Linked DNA regions of Sus scrofa: region 1 is linked to region 2. The links are chromatin contacts, called in public Hi-C maps. All regions are on one chromosome and are shown on one strand. The core of a region is the stretch at or near the end of the contact, and the rest is flanking DNA. Distances in the headings are between cores, read along the strand shown.

Region 1 (5,900 bases), core at 2,768-5,267, 95 kb before region 2:
CGGACATCACATTTATTTGTAACGTTTTATTTCCTTCACTGGAAAAAGATGACAAAAATATTGAAAACGGATGTGAATGATGAATACGTCAACATTTAATTTTTCTCTACATGTATTTTTTTAAAGAGTTCTCTTCTTAAGGGATCGATAGAAAGATCTGGATGGGATGATGCTAAACCATCAATCTGCTTCCATTCACAGAAAGAGAATAAAAGTTGTGGCAGCTGGAGAATCCAGATTTCCATTAATGGTTAAGAATAATGTACATTTCTGGAGTTCCCATAGTGGCGAAGTGGTTAACGAATCCAACTAGCAACCATAAGGTAGGGGGTTTGATCTCTGGCCTTACTCAGTGGGTTAAGGATCCAGCGTTGCCTTGAGCTGTGGTGTAAGTCGCAGACGCAGCTCAGATCCCGCGCTGCTGTGGCTCTGGCGTAGGCTGGCGGCTACAGCTCTGATTGGACTCCTAGACTGGGAATCTCCATATGCCGCGGGAGCGGCCCAAGAAATGGCAAAAAGACAAAAAAAAAAAAAAAGAATAATGTACATTTCTGAATATCATGAAAATGTGCAGACAGGAACAACACACCACTTAGGGGAGTGTTAAGAAGACAGCACAGAGAAGATGAGCCTAAGTTAGTTATTAAGATCAGGTGGGAATAAGACAGGCATATACTAAGAGGCAATAGCAGTAATGTTATTAAACTTAATAGCTGACAGTATTCTTTCACAGGTTTTATGCATCTTCCCACATTGCTGCTTGGCCTTAACCAGAACCATTCAAAGAGGTGGTCTGCCAACTGGTGACCATCCCCTGTATTGTAAGACACTAGGACATACAGATAGTGAGAGAAATCATTTAGACATGTTTATAGCAATTTGACAATCTTTTGTCTGGTGACTACAATAAATACAATTGGGGCTTGTTTTATCTATTTTTTAACAACTTTGTTTGTATTGGGTTTTACCTAAGTGCCAGTCTTCAATGGATTGAAGACACACACACACATACACCTGATCCTTATCTACCAAAAATTTGAGAAGCACTGGCCCCAGAGCACCAAAATAGCCAGAAGGCATGAAGCAGTTGAGTCAGAAAACCTGGAGGAGAAGGCTCACATATAATAGTTTCCACCTGCATCAAGGGGCTCCTTATATTTTATTTAATTCTCTGAACAATGCACTGTGATTGGTGGTATGATCTTGACTTTAGAAAGGAGGGCAAAAATTTAGAGAACTGGCTGCAAAGGAGCCAGAGTCAAACCAAGATATTATGGAATTTTCACCCGTTCTAAAGAACTTCATCACCATGTCAGTGCCTGCCTCTCATCCATCAATGCTTATAGATCACACTTGATGCTGGGACCAGTTGCTCCAGAGCTCACAGTCCTGGCATTGCTGCTCACATGTCCTCAAGAATCAGTTCACTCTTTCTGTAAGTTAGGAAAATGGGTCTGTCTTCTAACTCAGCAGAGTGTGGTGTGTCTCACATGTCAAAAGAAAGCTTAAAAACAATAATAAACACCAGTTTCCATTTCCTGTTCACATCTACACACACACACACACACACACACCCCTCTCATCAAGCATCAAAAATAAATTCTGCAGTCCTTCTCACTGGAGTAGTGGTATCTAGTATGTTCCTAACAAGATTATTTTTCCCCTTATTTTAAGGTGCTTTTTTAAAACTTTTTTTTTTTTTTTTAGTGCCTCACCCACAGCATATCAAAGTTCCCAGGCCAGGGGTCAAATTGGAGCTGTAGCTGCCAGCCTACATCCCAGCCACAGCAATGCCAGATCCGAGCTGCATCTGTGACCTACACCACAGCTCATGACAACCCCTGATCCTTAACCCACTGAGTAAGGCCAGGGATCGAACCCTTATCCTCATGAACACTAGTCGGATTCATTTCCGCTGAGCCATGACTGGAATTCCTAATCATAATTTTTTATCATAAAATTTTATGATAAAAATTTTTATCACTAATTTTTATCAGAGATTATTAAACAAGAAAGTATTTTACAGGAAAGCATTTTTCATTTTTTATTTTTCAGATAAAGAAAGCTGCCTGAATTCAAATGAAAACAGGACTAGATTTAAAAGGAGGGAAAAAAAGCAGAAGACAATCATAACAGCAATATGACTTACAATAGGTGGCAAGAGCTTTGGGGCAAAACTAAATGTTGAACAGTGGATAATTAGGAATATGTAAATTTTTTTCATTCTGCACTTTCAAAAAGCTTAAAACACTGACTCAAAGAGAGATTTAGTGGGTCCAAGTCTGCACTTCTCTTTTCTTCATTTTTAAGGCCTACAAATAATTAAAAATTAATTAGCGATAACGAGAAAAATGTTTTGTCTAGTATCAAAAAATCATAATGGAAAGTATCTGGCAAGAATTTCTTTTTCTTCTTTTATTCCTCTTCTTCTCATTAAAAGCAGTAATGATATTAAAGAGAATGGCTTTTGAACACATATCATGTGCTTAGAAGCTTTACATGATGTTATTTAAGCTACGCAACATCCCTAAAAGGTAGGAATTATTCCTGTTTCACCGATAGAAAATTGAGGCCAGAGACATTAACTAACATAAGGTTGCAAACCTAGTACGTGACAGAATCAGGAAAGACACTGCATGTTTGAGCTTGAAGCCCATGCAAACTCTTGATAATGTTTTAATGATTATAGAATTAAAACATGGAGTTCTCTGGTGGCTCAGCAGGTGAAAGATCCAGTGTGGCTTGTTGCTCCCCTGGCCCAGGAACTTCTGAAAGACATGGCTAAAACAACAACAACAAAACAATAGAGTTAAAACATGAGAAACACCCAGCTGTTTGTTAATCTCATTAACTCTGAGTGAGACCACTATTTTGGTTAAATGATTTTCCTACTTCATGCAGAATGAGGCTCAGGTTATCCCACCTCTCCTCACCTGCTTCCCCATGTAAAACACAGACAATACCCATCTCAGGATTTGTTCCAATTACAGACAATAACAACTACCTGAAGCATCTCTAATGCAGCAGATGTCAACAAGCCACAATTATTTTTATTCTGTAAAGGAAGAAACTGAGAATTGAGGACATTTAGTTAGGAAATTATAGGTGTGGAGCTGGAGCTCAGGTCTGTCTGATTCCCAGCCAGAGTTCTTTATTGATTACATCATGAGGTAAGCAAGCGACTTTGGTAAGGAGGTTAGACCAAAAAAGACTGATTACTTTCTTCAAGCCCTGCATTGACATGTACATCCTTCATTGTTCGCTATTTAGCTATATTTATTACTTTCACTCTCTGGCAATTTGGGGCGTGGACATAATAATGGAAATGCCTCCACAGTCGTCTAATAACCTCCCTGCCTGTCCCCAGGATCGAGCTGTGTGGGTAGAAGAAAGGGCACTCAGGACTTCGACCTCAACCAGCATGATTAGCTCCGAACCGACGCCCCGCCCAGATGTTGATGTTTTCCTCCTTCGGTCCCGCCCCCGACCACGCGGGACTCCAGCCACGCCCCCCAGCTGGAGTTTCAGGGGCGGACTCGCCGAGTGGCTCAGCCTACCCACAGGGATTCCCTCTCTAGCCAATCGCGTCCCAGCTACGGGACTGCCCCTAACAAAGATGGCGGGGAAGGCTTCACTGAGGGCAGACTGATTTAACGCCTGAACCCACCACGGACAGCAAAGACAGTGGTAGCGGCGCAGCCCGGACCATGGAGGAGGGCAGCAGCGCTGGCAGCGGCGGCAGCGACGGCAGCACTAGCGGGAGTGGCGGAGCGCAGCAAAGGGAGCTGGAGCGCATGGCTGAGGTCCTTGTCACCGGGGAGCAGCTACGGTAAGACGAAGGACTGTGCCGGGGGGCTCGCCGTGGCACTGCTCGCCAGTGTCTGCAGAAGTCCCGCGCGCACGCGCGCCGTGGCTAGTGACTGGCAACTCGCTTGGGGCTCCGGGACGCCTAAGGGCGCGTGGACCCTCGGCGCCGCCCCCGGCTTAGCTGCTGCAGCCCAGCGCCCTTTGGACTCTGGACTGGAGCGGAGCTCCCGAGACGGATGCATGCGAGCGCATGGTGCTAGCTGCGTCCTCGCCCAGTGGCTGCAGCCCTGCGTCCAGCAGACGCGCTGCTTCCGACCGCGCGCGTCCCCTCTACCGGGGCACCCGGCGCTGCCAGGCCTCCTGGCTGACAGCCCTCTCCTAGTCCGTCCACAGAGCGAATGGGGCCGGCGGGGAGCCTCCAGCCGGCTTCAACCCCAGCCTCTTACTTCTAGATTAAAAGGAGCCAGCCCAAAGGTCGCCTTCACTTAAGGTTCTCTTTTTGCTTGCAAGTCTTGCTTCAGTCCCCTGAGCCTCAGTGTTTTCATCTGTAAAATGGGATTGATCACAGCAGCTTCCTTGTAAGGTTGTTGTAAGGACTAAACTGAGAACATTTCTCTAACAGGGTACCTGTCGCTTAATTAGTAGATTCTTGTCAATGGTCGTTTGGGTCCGCAAGGGGGCGTGGAGGTACCCTGACCCGCTGCCCTGCTGCAGTGCCAACTCCCCCGCGCGTACATTTTGGGTGGCAGAGCCCATCAGGCCCCCGGCTGCTTCGAGAATCGGTACTTGACAAGTCTCAAGATGCTCGGGACAGGCAGTGACCCCCAGATTCAGATCCCCGCATCACTCCTATGCAATCTTGGTCCTTCTCTGTTCACATATGAGAATCGTACTTATGGTCTGACCGGTTCCGCAGCTGCCTGTCTTGTGGTCATAAATCAGTTTGCCAGGGGAAAAAAAAAACCCTTGTCTCTCCAGCCTTTGAGCTACAACTTGCATGCCGGCCCCTGGCCCCATCACAAGGGCGTGAGTTCCTGTTTCTTCTACTTTTTGGTCTGAATCTCCAGGCTCAATTTGCTTTCTAAAATGCTGTGTTTCGGGACCAAAAGGAGAGGGAATCTTGCAAAGATCCCTAAAGGTTTAATAATCACCCTGCTTGCTGCCCTTAGATCGAAAAAGTAAATATTGGAGGTCTGAAGTGAGTGTAATCTTATAAAAGGCAAACTGCACATTTCTATTCCTTGATGATTTTTTAATGTATAGTCAACATTCAAGGGAATAAAAGCTTGTTTTCCATCAAGATATTTCCTAACTGAAAAAAAGTCAAAATAAAGCTTTTCTGATTCAGTTTGAAACACTTTAATAATTTAGTTACTCCTCAATCGGGTCCTTTTCACTTCCTTCAAAATAATAACTTGCATGGTGCCTCTCTTTGTGCAGAAAGCACTTCCTCCTTGGAAATGCTTAAATGCCCTTTCCTTGTGTGACTCCTGAGCCCTGGCTAGTCCCCTCTTCCCTGGCACCCCTCCCCTCTGCACTGCAGTAGGTTTGAGGGCCAGGCTTAGTGTGTCTGTGAGAAGGTAGAGGACTCTCTCAAGATTTATAGACCTGGGTGTGAATTTCTGCTCAGCTACTTTGTTGCCAAAAATCAATCTTGTTTTGAGAAGGGCTTTAAAGCCTGAGCAAATCTGTGTTTGCTACTTACAAGACTGGGACCTAAGACATATTACTTAACTGAGAACGATGGAAGAACCTACCTGGTGTTGTAAGGAGGATTAATTTGATGGGTGCTTAGAACAGAACCTGGTATGTAGTAAGTGTCAGTCATGTCAGCCTTAGCTATTATAGTTCTGTAATAGCTAAGTTAATTCTCTTCTCTGTGCCTGTTTCCTCACCTGCAAAAAGGCAATGACGATAAGCACTTCATGGTGGTGTTGTAAGAATTCTCCCTAGGGCTTCAAGTATTAATGAGCTTTCAACAAATGGTTGCTGGAGTTAATGAATATCATTGGCCCCTGTGTTTCATCACACATGACTTCCAGCTGAGCAGGATCTAGCAGGAAAGATTGGTGGTTCAGGCACAAGGCACAGAA
Region 2 (6,159 bases), core at 1,235-3,734:
AGACTGTTGCAATAGGAATTTTTAGCAGGGGAGGGAGATGGGCCTCAACTCCAGGTACAATAGGGGCCAGTGGGGATTTATTGCCGTGAAGAAAGGCGAGGGGGCCAGTGGATGGAAATTTATGAATGAGAGACGCCAAGGGTAAGAGGATTCTGAGGCCAGGGACTTACACATCAAAGATGGAGGATGAGGAGCTTGGTCAAATCACAAGAGTGATCAGATATCATGAGTGCAGTGGGGGGATCCTGACTTAGCAGGACTCTTTGCTGACACTGGGCTGGTAGGTCAAATCTGGCTGAATCATGCCCACCTCTTATTTTATTTTATTGCTTTTTTTAGGGCTGCACCCGCGGCATATGGAGGTTCCCAGGCTAGGGGTTCAATCAGAGCTACAGCTGCCAGCCTCAGCCAAAGCCACAGCAGTGGCAGATCCAAGCCGTGTCTGTGACTCACACCACAGCTCATAGCAGTGCTGGATCCTTAACCCAGTGAGTGAGGCCATCGAACCTGCAACCTCATGGTTCCCAGTCGAATTCATTTCTGCTGCACTGTGACGGGAACTCCTCATGCCCACCTCTTGACCCTGGATGAGCAGACTCACTGAGTGGGGGATGGGCACTCTTGCACCAAAAAACCATATTAATATTATTATTATTATTATTTTAAAGTTCTCTTACCATAGTAATAAGGGCCAAGGTCAAGGGCTAGTTGAAATAGGGGCTCAGAGGAATCTAACTGAAGTCTGGAGAAGGAGAGAGCCTTTGTCAGGGGCATCCTACCCTGGCTTGCCACCCTTTCACCCTTTCCTTCAAGACTATTCTATACATGTTCTCTTACTTTTTGTTTTTGATAACTCCTTGCCACCAACAAAATGATTTTTCCAAGTATCTCTTAGTCTTTCTGTACACTTGGCTGGAATGTAAGTGCTTCGAAGACAGAAAATCTGTTTTCTCGTCTCTGTATCCCCCATGGCTTGACATTTATTTATTAGCTTCTCTATTAAAAAAAAAAAAAAAAAGGGAGTTCCCGTCGTGGCGCAGTGGTCAACGAATCCGACTAGGAACCATGAGGTTGCGGGTTCGGTCCCTGCCCTTGCTCAGTGGGTTAACGATCCGGCGTTGCCGTGAGCTGTGGTGTAGGTTGCAGACGCGGCTCGGGCTCGGATCCAGCGTTGCTGTGGCTCTGGCGTAGGCCGGTGGCTACAGCTCTGACTAGACCCCTAGCCTGGGAACCTCCATATGCCGCGGGAGCGGCCCAAGAAATAGCAACAACAACAACAACAACAACAAAAAGACAAAAAAAAAAAAAAAAAAAAAAAAAAAAGTTGGTGTTCCTGTCATGATGCAGCAGAAACAAATCCGACTAGGAACCATGAGGTTTCAGGTTTGACCCCTGGCTTCGCTCACTGGGTTAAGAATCTAATAATGCTATGAGCTATGGTGTAGATCACAGATGCAGCTCGGATCTGGCATTGCTGTGGCTGTGGCTGTGGCCAGCAGCTATAGCTCCTATTCAACCCCTAGCCTGGGAACATCCATATGCAGCAGGTGCGGCCCTAAAAAGCAAAAAAAAAAAAAAAAAAAGTGTTGAATAAATGAATGACAGTCATGACCACTTTTTGAGGATTTGCCTTTGCCAGGCACAGTGCTGCATGTTTATACCAGATGGAGCACTTTGAAAATAAGCTGCCTTGGTCATCATCTGCTTCAAATATATGGCGGAGCTAGTGGATAGTTAAAACACTGAGAAAACAGGCTGCTGGGAGAAGAATCAGAGCAGCTCTTGGTGACCCAGGTGCCAGGAACTAGTGACTGAGGGGCAGTCCCTTCCAGCTGCATACAGCTGAGAAGTCAGCACTGGCAGTTTTCTGCCCGGTGCTGTCTCTCTCTCCAGAGACCAAGCTAGAGTGCAGCTCTGATTGGCTGAGCCTAGGTCACATGCCCACCTCTTGATCCCCTTCATAGGTAGGGCCTTTGATCGACAGACTCACCAAGTGGTGGGTGAAGTGGGTGAGGTCGGGGCAGGGGGTGGGGGTGGGGGACATTGTTCCACCAAAAAAAAAAAAAAATTTCTGTTGGCTTAAGGAAGTGAGTACTGAGCAGGCCAAAGTGACAGGCCATTCTTTGCAACTATTGGTTCCTTTAATCCGCCCTTCAAATCAATTCAATTGATCATTATTATCCCTGTTGTTTTCAATGACCGTGTTGAAGCATTTGCCATGAGTATAATCATTCTTAGCTCCTAAATGTTAAAGTCTGAGTAGAAGAAAATAAAGATTGGGTAGAATGTTTTCTCAATCTGCTTTCAACAATTAGTATTTCCTATGTCATCTTTATTAGCAGCCGTTAGCTACCACAACTTTTTCCTTCTTCAATTTAGAATTTCTGGGGATTTTCCTACTGTGCCCTCTGATCGGCTTTGGCTCTGTTTTACGTTTGATTCTAGCAGAATCCAAAGCAGGAAGCAAAATGGACACAGCCAGAGTGCTGTTGCAATGTAAATATAAGGGAACAAGGTTCCTTGGTAAAGTCCAGGACTGGTACGTTGGCACACAATATAGTGTTGGTTTTGTTGAAGGACAACAGGTCTGTAGGTGCCCTAAGCCTTGACTTTTAGAAAGTACGAAAGGAGTGAGCAATGCCTCATCTTACACAGTCTTGCAAAAGAAGGGTGTTATACACAAAGAACAGAGGTCTTTTGTCAACAGTTTTGAAACTGTAAATCTCTCTCCTTAGCTGACATCAGTACAGCTGTTGTCAGGTGTATAGAAACTGACATTTTAGATACAGACTGAGTTTCACTCTGAAGCCTAGGCCTCTTCTGACTCCTGCCTGGCTCCTGACCGCTTTTCAGCCAGTGTCCCCTGCAGTATGTAGTCCTCAGTTTGCTCAAGTGTGATGTTACAGCAGCGCAAGGAAGCCTTGAAACACAAGCCCACAATCTCTGTCCAGATGCAGTATATGGAAATATGCAAATGCCCTTTTATAGCCTGGCCTTATGTGTTAATATAAAGACTTAGCTGAGTTTCAGTGGTCATTTCTGGAGGGACGTATAGGCTGAGGTCTCCAGTATGTTGCAAGAACAGCATATCATGATCTCCTGGGTGTAAGAGACAATTGATGTGGCCCTTCCCTCTCTCCTGGTGGGAAGCAGTGCGGGCGTTCAGTCCTGGTTACTGTTGGACGTGAGCTTGACACAGCCCTCAGAGGGAGGTGGGAGCTGGAGGGTGGGGCCAAAAAATTAAGAGGCTCTCCTTTAAGGAGGGGACCGCCTCCATTCTCTTTCCCGTCACAGGCAGAACTTGTTTCTAGCTTTGACCCTGTGTCAGTCTTGAGCAAGCGCCTTTCTCAGCTTGGAGGTTGGGGATTTGGGGCGGGGATTCCTGTGCGGGACCCAGGCTCTCCTGGGACAGTTATGATGATTATTCCCACAGCCATGTCACCTTTGCCATGCCCTGGTCTCCCACGGTTCTCTAGAACTTCTTCCAGCAGCCGTTTCTGGCTCCAGATTCTTAGCCACTCACTTTAACTCAGTGTCTCTTAGCTGATACTCCCGTTCACACAGAGTCCAGGTTGTCTTTTGTGCTCAGGCCTATAATTCTTTGAAAATGCTTGTTTTTCTCTGCCTTCTCCCTGCTGCCTCCTCCCCTCTTCAGCCAGGAATGGATAAAGGAGTTAAAGTCAAGTGATACCACGGAGTGATTAGTAGGTATAAAACTAACCATATGTAAACTCTGATCACTATGACCTTGGAAGAATATTAAGAAAAAATTTAAGAAGGGGAGTTCCCATCATGGTGCAGTCGGAAACGAATCCGACCAGGAACCATGAGGTTGCAGGTTCGATCCCTGGCCTCGCTCAGTGGGTTAAGGATCCGGCATTGCCGTGAGCTGTGGTGTAGGTCACAGATGCAACTCAGATCTGGCATTGCTGTGGCTGTGGCATGGGCTGGCAACAACAGCTCTGATTAGACCCCTAGCCTGGGAACCTCCATATGCCACGGGTGCGGCCCTAAAAAGACAAGACAAAAAAAAAAAATTTAAGAAGGTATCACAATCACACAGCCATATCCTGTTTACAACTGGAAAAAAGTGTTTCTTAATATTCATAACCAATTTTAAAATAATTTTGAGAGTAATCTTTTGGTTAAAATCGTTACATATATTATTTTAAACTCACAGTTCCCATCGTGGCTCAGTGGTTAACGAATCCGGCTGGGAACCATGAGGTTGCGGGTGTGATCCCTGGCCTTGCTCAGTGGGTTAAGGATCCGGCATTGCCATGAGCTGTGGTGTAGGTTGCAGACGCAGCTCAGATCCCATGTTGCTGTGGCTCTGGCGTAGGCTGGTGGCTACAGCTCCATTTCGACCTAGCCTGGGAACCTCCATATGCCACAGGAGGGGCCCTAGAAAAGGCAAAAAGACAAAAAAAAAAAAAAAATTAATAAAGTCAACATAAAATTTTTAAAGCTCTAACGTTTTACCTGGCTTTTTTCTGAAAAGATGTCCTTCACTTTCTTCTCTGTCCCAGTAATGACATTTGACCCAATAAAAGGCCTACCTCTTTCCTCTCTCCTTTCACCCAAGGAAGGCCTGTGTATCAGGGTCTATATTCTCTCTCTCTCTCTCTTTTTTTTTTTTTTTTTTTTTTCCGGTCTTTTTAGGGCTGCACCCGTGGCATAGGGAAGTTCCCAGGCTATACATCCAATCAGAGCTGTAGCTGCCAGCCTACGCTTCAGCCACAGCAGCAGTGTGGGATCCAAGCCACCTCTGCAACCTACACCACAGCTCATGGCAATGCTAGATCCTCAACCCACCGAGCAAGGCCAGGGATCAAACTTGTATCCTCGTGGATACTAGTTGGGTTGTTACTGCTGAGCCACAACAATAACTCCATCAGGGTCTGTATTCTTTCCATTTCATTTTAGCTACTCCTTCAGCTATGGCCCAGGTTTTAGTCTGCCTGGAAATGACAAAAGCCACCAGCCAACACAGGGGCATAGGTATTGGTTTGGCCACTGGCAAAACCACTCCTGTCTGTTGCTGTGGAAGTAAATCAGAACATAATGTACTTCCTCATCAAAATAAAGGAAATAGGATGGGGCAGATAGTGGGTTGGCAGGGATGGTGGTGGTGGTGGTGAGGGGGGACCAGACTGGATAGCAGTAACAACTCTTGACTGCTTAGCTGTGGGAAGCTCAGGATAAGAGTTCTCTTCTAGGATAAATGGCTCTCAAAGTGCTACACTTAACAGGGATGAACTTGCTGGTAGGTTAGCTGATGTGTTCCTGTGCTATACCAGCCTCTGGACCAATGGAAATAGGATGTGACCCACAAATGCCATCTATTTGTTCAGTGTAATTTAAAATTTTCTTTTCTTAGAGTTCCCGTCATGGCTTGGTGGGTTAAGAACCTGACATAGTGTCCGTGAAGATGAGAGTTCAATTCCTGGCCTTGCTTAGTGGGTTAAGGATCTGGTGTTGCCCCAAGCTGCAGTGTAGGTCACAGATGTGGCTTGGATCTAGTGTGGCTGTGGCATAGGCCAGCAGCTGCAGCTCCAGTTCAACCCCTAGCCCAGGAACATCCATATGCTACAGGTACAGCCATAATAAAATAAAATAAATTTTTCTTTTCTTTTTTTTTTTGGTTTAACCTAATTAATCTTTCAGCAAGTTTAATATTAGTCTTATAATGAAAAAAAATCTTTAAATTACACCAGTCTTTGGCCAATACATTTTATAGTTATTTTGAAACTAATATACACTATTGGTTTTGACAAATAATTAAGGGATCTGATGCTAACTATGTAAACATTGAATACTATGCCCCCTTCTCACTGCATTACCATCTTAAGAAGTCAATATTCACTACTTTATAAGATACTACCTTTTTTTTTTTTTTTTTCATTTTTGGCCATGCCTGCAGCATACAAAAGTTCCTGGGCCAGGGATTGCACCTCTGTCACATCAGTGACCTGAGCTGCTGCAGTGACAACACTGAATTCTTAACCACTGTGCTACAAAGGAATTCCCAATACTATCATTTTAATTCCATATGTAATTTAAAGTTTTCTAATAGCCACAGTGAAAAAAGGAGAAACAGGAGCAGTTAACCTTGACAATATATTTTAACTCCTGATCTCCAAAACATTATTTCAGCAT

What was found. A called contact is a pair of places that touch in the nucleus more often than the background predicts.
Region 1: a contact with region 2 is called in a Hi-C map of liver, with 1.6 times the contacts expected there. The contact joins two enhancer-like sites. A contact is called at or near these places in 1 of 5 promoter capture datasets (liver), 5 of 47 Hi-C or Micro-C datasets (liver, retroperitoneal adipose tissue and skeletal muscle) and 2 of 2 datasets of contacts at active chromatin or transcription factors (alveolar macrophages and skeletal muscle).

Annotation. Positions count from the first base shown.
Region 1 is chr4:19,144,363-19,150,262 of Sscrofa11.1, reverse strand. DEPTOR (DEP domain-containing mTOR-interacting protein) reads left to right here. Exons shown (of 12, transcript XM_021090558.1): 4 at 3,368-3,829. The coding sequence starts at 3,708. Among named protein-coding and RNA genes, the nearest start is that of DSCC1, 14 kb to the left of the region's middle. Within about 2 kb of position 4,017, at least 70 of the 83 cell types and tissues checked have an H3K27ac peak or open chromatin away from gene starts, as enhancers often do. A contact at or near this core is called in alveolar macrophages, liver and retroperitoneal adipose tissue, where this site is marked.
Region 2 is chr4:19,047,901-19,054,059 of Sscrofa11.1, reverse strand. All of the region lies in intron 7 of DEPTOR (DEP domain-containing mTOR-interacting protein), which reads left to right. Among named protein-coding and RNA genes, the nearest start is that of DSCC1, 110 kb to the left of the region's middle. Within about 2 kb of position 2,484, at least 17 of the 83 cell types and tissues checked have an H3K27ac peak or open chromatin away from gene starts, as enhancers often do. A contact at or near this core is called in alveolar macrophages, liver and retroperitoneal adipose tissue, where this site is marked.